Linked DNA regions of Oryctolagus cuniculus: region 1 is linked to region 2. Evidence: chromatin contacts called from public Hi-C data. All regions are on one chromosome and are shown on one strand. Each heading gives the region's core, a stretch centred on a gene start, on an enhancer-like site or on the middle of the called end of the contact. The rest is flanking DNA. Distances are from core to core; before and after follow the strand shown. Region 1 overlaps GXYLT2 (glucoside xylosyltransferase 2). Region 2 has its middle 68 kb from the start of PPP4R2.

Region 1 (4,107 bases), core at 1,073-3,572, 120 kb before region 2:
CAGGTGCTTTTCCTGGTCTCCCATGGGGTGCAGGGCCCAAGCACCTGGGCCATCCTCCACTGCACTCCCTGGCCACAGCAGAGGGCTGGCCTGGAAGAGGGGCAACCGGGACAGAATCCGGCGCCCCGACCGGGACTAGAACCCGGTGTGCCGGCGCCGCAAGGCGGAGGATTAGCCTAGTGAGCCGCCGCGCCGGCCCCAATATAATCTTTATGAGCAGTAGATGATCACTGTTTTCAGTTTGGTTTTCCTGGCTTATAAAATCCATTCCTCTAGTTGATGGGGAGAGAAAGGTAAATCCTGTGGCTATTCATGTAGGCACTGAAACTGCTGTAGTCTGAAATCCCTGGGATACCTGTGTCACATCTGACCCCTGCTCAGTGTTAAATGCTGGGGATCCCAATGGAGTGTTGTCTCAGTGTGCTTGGGTTCCAGTAATAGAATGCAGCAGAAATGGGTGTTGAGTGGCTAAGAGACCCATGTCTCATATTTGCAGTTCCTGGGTTTTGTTAGGAAACTGGTGTAGTTTTAGCCAGGTGGCCGCATGGCCCAGCTACCTGAGCTAGGCTCCACCCCCATCCTAATGGGATTCACTGCCCCTGCTTCCCTGCCCGCCCTCAGGCAAAGTTTTAAAAGGGCCTGTTCCTGAACACGTGCTCTCTTGGTTCTTCTCTCTTAGTTCTCCTCTCTCTTCTTCTCTGCTCTATCTTCTCTCCTTGCTAGCTCCTCTCCTCTCTGTTTCTCTCTTATATTCTCTTTCTCTCTTTTTCCTTCGCTGCCCCTTCACTCCGGTCTGTAGGGTGTTCCCCAATAAACCCTTTCCCTTACTCCGGTGTCCGGTGTGTTTTACGACGGCTAACATTAATATATAACAGGTTTGACTCCCAACTCTGGCTCCTGACTCTGACTTCCTGCCAGTGCAGACCCTGGGAGGCGGTGGTGATGACTCATCAGGTTTCTGCCCATCACGTGGGAGGGATACCTGGCTTGTGTCCCCAGCTTCTGGCTTCAGCTGCAGCCCAGCTCTGCCCATGTGTGGGCATTTAGGTAATGAAATAGCAAGTGGGAGCTTCCTCTGTCTAGCTCTCTGCCTCTCAAATGGAAAAAATAAAAAGTACAATAGACTGATTGCTTAAACCACAGATGTGTATGTTCCTTCCACTCTGGAGGCTGCAGGGCTGAGATCAGCATGCCAGCCAGGTTGGGTGAATGTCTCTTGGTGGCTTGCAGACTGCTTCCTCCCTGTTGTGTCCTCGCTCGGCAGAGGCAAACAGAAGACACTCTGTGTTGGTGTCCCAACTTGCAAGGACTCTATTCTTAAAGGGTGGCAGAGAAATTCTTGTTACCTCGGTTCTTTGTCTCACATGGAAGAAGAATGTCCAAGCGGACAGCAAAGGGATTTCAGAGTATTTGTTAGAATCAAAGACCTCCAGCCAGAGCAGCGCGGGACGGGGGCTTCCAAGAGAGGAAAACCCAAAGGGGATGGTGGCAGTACTAACTTTAAGTACAAACTTGACAATTAGATTGGCATTCAGTTACCAGGCGGGGACAAAAACCATCAAAAAACCTGATTTACAATTCTCCATCCTGTCTGGCCTGCTAAGGGTAGAGTTGATAACTTGTTTTCACAATAAGCTGTGGGCTCAGGAGGAGCTTCCTTACTATTCTCATGGTAAATTTGGAGATTCCAAAGGAAGGAGGGCAGCCTGTTTGTTCTTACTAAAGATAAGATTTTGGGGAAGGTAACAAATATTTTATATTCCAAATTCCATTGGGACCACCCTGACTATCTATTAACCCATCTGACTCCTCACACTATCTCCAAAGGGAGGGCTCCGCCCTCCTGACCTCAACCTAACCTGATTATTCCCCCATCTCCAAATGCCATCACCTTAGGGGCGAAGGCTTCTGTATAGGAATTTGGGGGTTGCAGGGACACAAGCATTCGATCCACAAGAAGTATTGCTGTGGTGTTGGGAAGAGGCTGGGCCCGGAAATCCAGGAAGACTCAGCCTGGGGGACAAAGGCAGAGCAAGGCGAGTGGCACTAGTCCTAGCTAAGGCTTTGATGCCTGTAGCTCCAGGGCAAAGCTCTGATCTGCTCAGCAGTTAGCTCCTGAGACCTTGTTTACCTAAGGTGGCTGGCTTGAATGATCAGCAGACCACAGCCAGTGAGTAAGAATGGCCTTTACCTTTCGAAGGGCTGAAAAAAATCCCACAAAGATTTTTTTGTGTCATCTCAAATGTCAGTGTCCCTAAGTGAAGTTTCATTGGCTCGCAGCCTCTCCCATTTGTTCAGGCTTGTCCAGGCATGCTAGCATGCTCCAGCAGCAGACTTGAGCAGTTGAAACAGAGCCCAAAATATTTACTCTCTGGCTCTTGAGAGGGAGAAGTCTGCCAATCCCTGTTCTCTACCCAAAGCGGCCAGTGACTTGCTTTGCTTATTCCCAAGTCCAAATTCTGACTAAAAAGATAACTTCAAAAGATGGAGTGTCATACCCATCAGCATGGATCCAGGGACAGACAGGACCAACCCTCAGAGCTGGGCAGGACCTGGTGTAGAGATTGTCTGTTTCAGGCTTTGAAATGCCAGACCTGGCTGTTCCAAGGTAAAAATAAGGGAGATAGGTGACTTAATTTGGAGGATGGAAGAAGAAGGAGCAAGGGCCATAGCAACTGGCTGATGTTTTTAGCTCTTTAAAAGTTTTATTTCTGGGGCTAGTGCTGTGGCGTAGTGGGTAAAGCTGCCACCTGCAGTGCCAGCATTCCATGTGGGCACTGGTTCGAGATCTGGCTGCTCCACTTCCAATCCAGCTCTCTGCTATGGCCTGGGAAAGCAGTGGAAAATAGCCCAAGTGCTTGGGCCCCTGCACCTGCATGAGAGACCTGAAAGAAGCTCCTGACTCCAAGCCGGCCCCGCGGCTCACTAGGCTAATCCTCCGCCTTGCGGCGCCGGCACACCGGGTTCTAGTCCCGGTTGGGGCACCGGATTCTGTCCCGGTTGCCCCTGCTTCCAGTCCAGCTCTCTGCTGTGGCCAGGGAGTGCAGTGGAGGATGGCCCAGGTGCTTGGGCCCTGCACCCCATGGGAGACCAGGAAAAGCACCTGGCTCCTGGCTCCTGCCATCGGATCAGCGCAGCTCGCCGGCCGCGGCGGCCATTGGAGGGTGAACCAACGGCAAAAGGAAGACCTTTCTCTCTGTCTCTCTCTCTCACTGTCCACTCTGCCTGTCAAAAAAAAAACAAAAAAAAAAAACACAGAAGCTCCTGACTCCTGGCTTCGGATCGGCGCAGCTGCAGCCGTTGGACCCATCTGGGGAGTGAACCATCGGATGGAAGACCTCTGCTTCTGCCTCTCTGTAGCTCTGACTTTGAAATAAATAAATCTTTTTTTTTTTTTTTTTTTTGACAGGCAGAGTGGATAGTGAGAGAGAGAGACAGAGAGAAAGGTCTTCCTTTGCCGTTGGTTCACCCTCCAATGGCCGCCACGGCTGGCGCACCGCACTGATCCGATGGCAGGAGCCAGGTACTTCTCCTGGTCTCCCATGGGGTGCAGGGCCCAAGGACTTGGGCCATCCTCCACTGCACTCCCTGGCCATAGCAGAGAGCTGGCCTGGAAGAGGGGCAACCAGGACAGAATCTGGCGCCCCGACCGGGACTAGAACCCGGTGTGCCGGCGCTGCAAGGCAGAGGATTAGCCTAGTGAGCCGCGGCGCTGGCAGAAATAAATAAATCTTAAAAAAAAAGTTTTATTTCTATCAAATGTAGCCCAGGGTTCTAGAATTGGGCCAATCTAGATGATGAAGATTTATATTCTTAACAATTTTTTTTTAATTATTTTGACAGGCAGATTGGACAGTGAGAGAGAGAGAGAGAGAGAAAGGTCTTCCTTTGCCGTTGGTTCACCCTCCAATGGCCGCCGCAGCTGGCGCACTGCGCTGATCCGATGGCAGGAGCCAGGTGTTTCTCCTGGTCTCCCATGGGGCGCAGGGCCCAAGTACTTGGGCCATCTTCCTCTGCACTCCCTGGCCACAGCAGAGAGCTGGCCTGGAAGAGGGGCAAGCGGGACAGAATCCGGCGCCCCGACCGGGACTAGAACCCGGTGTGCCA
Region 2 (4,224 bases), core at 281-2,780:
CTCCACTGACTAGGAGTAATATGCTTGGTCTCTGACTACTATCCTGTTTTGTAAGATTTATATTATTTGAAGGCAGTGTGAGAGGGAGAGAATTTGTTAGTGGACACTCCCCAAATGACTGTAATGGGGCTGATGCAAGCAGAAGCAGGAACCTAGAACCGCACTGGGTTTCCCATAGAGGCGTCCAGCAGCTTTCCCTGGTGCATTAGCAGGGAGCTGGGTGGGAAGCAGAGCAGCAGGGACTGGAAACCATGCTCTGATATGGATGCTGGCGTTGCAGACTGGCATAACCCTCTGCACCACAATACCGGCCCCAGCTACTTTTCTGATGGGAAGAACATTCCCTTCTAGCAGTTGAGGAGCAGGTTTTTTGTTTTTTGTGAGAGTGCTAGCTCCCATCCACTAGTTCATTCAGTCTCAAAGACCGGTACCAGAAGAGAAACCTGCCAAAATGCAGCCCAGGTTACGCGGGAGTGACGGGGTCAGAGCTGAGTATTAGCCAGGCGTTCTGATGTGGGCTTCAGCATCTGTTACCATGTGTCTTTACTGCTACACTTAGTGCCTGCCCCAGCAAGACTTCCTCAGTTTAAAATCTATCCACAGAATTTGTTGTCTTCGGGCTTATTGATAAACTCTCAGGGCCTTTCTTCCCAAAGGAAGACAACACATTGTTTGAAAATGGGAAATAATCTGTACCAGTCTGCAGGCTCCAGTGTTTTGTTTTTTGTTTTGATTTGAGAGCTAGAGTTACAGTGACAGGGAGAGACAGAAAGGTCTTGCTTCCATTGGGTCACTCCCCAAATGGCCACAGCGGCCGGAGCTGCGCTGATCCGAAGTTAGGAGCCAGGTGCTTCTCTCACTCGGGTTCAGAGGCCCAAGCACTTAGACCATCTTCTGCTTTCCCAGGCCATAGCAGAGAGCTGCCAGGACTAGAGCTGGTGCCCATATGGCTCCAGTGTTGGCTCATCTCTAGGTTAGGCCAGCCCCTTGAGTGGCTTGTAGTCACAGCCAGAAGCAAGTGGGAGCACAATCTACTCCAGATTCCTCAGCCTTTCTGCTCTCGTGCTGACTTTGCCACAGGGACAGGGCCGTGTCATCCCAGAAAGCTTTCTTTGCTTCTGCTTTCTGGAGCTGGGAGCAGTGCACCTGCTGGTTTGCTCCTGTGTATACTGAACTGTCTCTCCTTAACCCAGTCTTTCTCAATGAATTTGTCCAGCTAGATACTTTGAACATATGCCTTATTTTTAACATTAAATTTATACCCAACAAAAAATTCAGATAAAACAAAATTGTAGATACCTACCTGTTCTTCTAAATCCCTGTCACACAGCCACCCTATTCCCCTGCCCCAAGCCAGTGAGGCATCGTGCTCCAGAGCAAGGATTTTGGAGGCAAGATCTCTGGGGTTTGAGTCCTAGCTCTGCCGTTTGTTGACTGATTTCTGCTTGGGTAAACCAGGTAGCTCCCTCCCAGAGCTGCCATGAGGATTAGTCATTAGGAGGAGGGTGTGGCAGATCAGGGGTGTCTGGCAGGCAGCATCTCCCAGCAACCTCTTGTACTGAGTCAGAGACACCTGCTCCTCCCCGCCTCCTTGTTACCATAGCGAATGCACACAGTATACATTGAGATGCACACTTGCCCTTTTCCCCTCCCCCCCTTTTAAAAATGTATTTATTTGAGAATCAGAGCCACACAGAGAACGAGAGGCAGAGAGCGTGAGCTGGTTTACTCCCCAGTTGGCCGCAATGGCTGGAGCTGAGCCTATCCAAAGCCAGGAGCCAGGAACTTCTGGGTCTCCCATGGGGGTGCAGGGGCCTAAGGATTTGGGCCGTCTTCTACTGCATTCCCAGACTACAGCAGAGAGCTGGATTGGAGTAAGTGGAGCAGCCAGGACTCAAACCAGCACCCATATGGGATGCCGGCACTGCAGGCAGTGACTTCACTTGCCACGCCACAGCGCCGGTCCCTTCCCTTTTATTTATTTATTTTTTGACAGGCAGAGTGGACAGTGAGAGAGACAGGTCTTCCTTTTGCCGTTGGTTCACCCTCCAATGTTGCCATTGTGGCCGGCGCACCGTGCTGATCCGAAACCAGGAGCCAGGTGCTTCTGGTCTCCCATGGGGTGCAGGGCCCAAGCACTTTGACCATCCTCCACTGCATTCCCAGGCCACAGCAGAGAGCTGGCCTGGAAGAGGGGCAACTGGGACAGAATCCGGCGCCCCAACCGGGACTAGAACTCCGCCGCAGGTGGAGGATTAGCCTATTGAACCGCGGCGTCAGCCCCCTTTTATTTTTATGATAATTCCAAATAGGTGCCTTAAGAGCTGCCCTGGTCATGTTGACAGCTCCCAGCCCCCCTTAAGCGACCTCATTGGCTCAGCATGACACTGGGATGTGCCCTTGCCATCCCTGGTCCCCCACCAACACCAACCACTGAACACTTCAGTGTTTCCCAGTGATGTATGCTACAGACATCCTTGTTCCCAGGGTGTGTTGGAGGGGAGAAGGGGCCGTTACCTGGCAGACAAACCATGAGCTGTATATTAAGCCATGTGAGCCAGTAAGATACACCATTATTTCGGATGAAACGAAGCCGCTGTTAAAATAGACATGTGCCTTAGTGACATTTGTGCAATGCGTGGACCAGTCACAAGTGTCTCAGCTTGACATTTGCATCTCTGCGGGATTTTGCACTCTGGCTTGTAATGGGGAACCATGCAGCAACCAGACCACAGCTTCCTCTTGGAGGTGTTTTCCTTTCTTTGGTTCTGCACAACTCTCAGAGTTGCTGTCCTTCCCTCAGCGGCCAAGATGGGCTCCACCAGTGTTGGCTTTTGCTCCTGGCTGCTGCTTCCAGGATTTGGGCAAGGATGTGCTGATATTGGGTGTCAATGTGGGATCCGTGAGTGCAGTGACTGTGAGCTGCTGTGGTCTGGTGCACCTGCAAGGCACGCCCCTCAAGCAGAATGAGGGCAACTGGAGCCAGCAGCCCTCGTAGCGACAGCGAACCATAGGAGTGGAGACACCCAGCCAGCTTTCTAAGATGAGCCAGGTCCCTCACCCAGAGCCCACAGCCAATGCAGGCAGAGATCTGCCCACAAGTTCAGCCCTGGAGATGCACCTGCCCCGGGGATCCAGCTGTTAGCAAGATAGATGAAAACAGAGGGGCCATGGTGGCACAGCAGGTTACATCGCCACCCCTGACACCAGCATCCTACATCGGAGCAGCTGCCCCACTTCTGATCCAACTCCCTGCTAATGTGCCCGGGAAAGCCACAGAGGATGGCCCAAGTGCTTGGGCACCTGCCATCCACGTGGGAGACAAGTACGGAATTCCTGGCACATGGCTCCTGGCTGTGGCCTGACCCAGCCCTGGCTGTTGCTCTCTCTGTTTCTCTGTCACTCTGACTTTCAAATAGAGAGTGGGTGCTGGCTGTCGTGTCGCCTGCCTCTCACCAGGGGCCTGACCACCTCTGCAGGTGTGCTTGTGTCCTAAGTGGGTTCTAATACTTGCATCTCCCTCTGTCTTTCTCATACACATGTGTTTCACTAGGAACCAGAAATGGTTTCTGAGTGATAGAGCTAAGTTGTTTCCCGTTGCCCCAGAGCCGATAGCAGACTGTTTTGAATATGTATATTTAGGAGTGTGCAGTCTCATTCCCTATGACTCCCATCCTTCATCCCTGCCCAGGAGCCTGGGGCATTGCTGAATAAGTCTATGAACAAGTGAGATCATGATATCTTCAATTTTTAAAATTAGAAAAGGTGAGGGGGAGAGAGAACTCTCATCTACTGGTTCGCTCTCCGAAGGCCTGCAATTTCCCAGGGCAGAACTGGGGGGGGGGGGGGACAGGACCTCAGTCAAGGTCTCCCGAGGGGGTGGCGTGAACAGATCGCTGGATGCATGGTGCATCTCTGCCTCCCAGGGTCCACACTAGCAGGAAGCTGGAGCTAGGCGTCCTCACTGCTCCATTTTTTAATTAGACTACTTAAAAAAAAAGATTTATTTATTTACTTGAAAGAGTTACAGAGAGAGAGGAGAGGCAGAGAGAGAGAGAGGTCTTCCATCCGCTGGTTCACTCCCCTGATGGCTGCAACAGCTGGAGCTGCGCTGTTCTGAAGCCAGGAGCCAGGAACTTCTTCCTGGTCTCCCACGCGGGTGCAGGAGCCCAAGGACTTGGGCCATCTTCTACTGTTTTCCCAGGCCATAGCAGAGAGCTGGAT

The links. A called contact is a pair of places that touch in the nucleus more often than the background predicts.
Region 1: a Hi-C map of liver shows a contact between it and region 2, with 5 times the contacts expected there. The contact joins two enhancer-like sites. A contact is called at or near these places in 3 of 6 Hi-C or Micro-C datasets (ear pinna, liver and an unstated tissue).

The regions. Positions count from the first base shown.
Region 1 is chr10:76,301,691-76,305,797 of mOryCun1.1, reverse strand. All of the region lies in intron 3 of GXYLT2 (glucoside xylosyltransferase 2), which reads left to right. Among named protein-coding and RNA genes, the nearest start is that of PPP4R2, 56 kb to the right of the region's middle. Within about 2 kb of position 2,322, at least 2 of the 8 cell types and tissues checked have an H3K27ac peak or open chromatin away from gene starts, as enhancers often do.
Region 2 is chr10:76,177,742-76,181,965 of mOryCun1.1, reverse strand. No RefSeq gene overlaps it. Among named protein-coding and RNA genes, the nearest start is that of PPP4R2, 68 kb to the left of the region's middle. Within about 2 kb of position 1,530, at least 1 of the 8 cell types and tissues checked has an H3K27ac peak or open chromatin away from gene starts, as enhancers often do.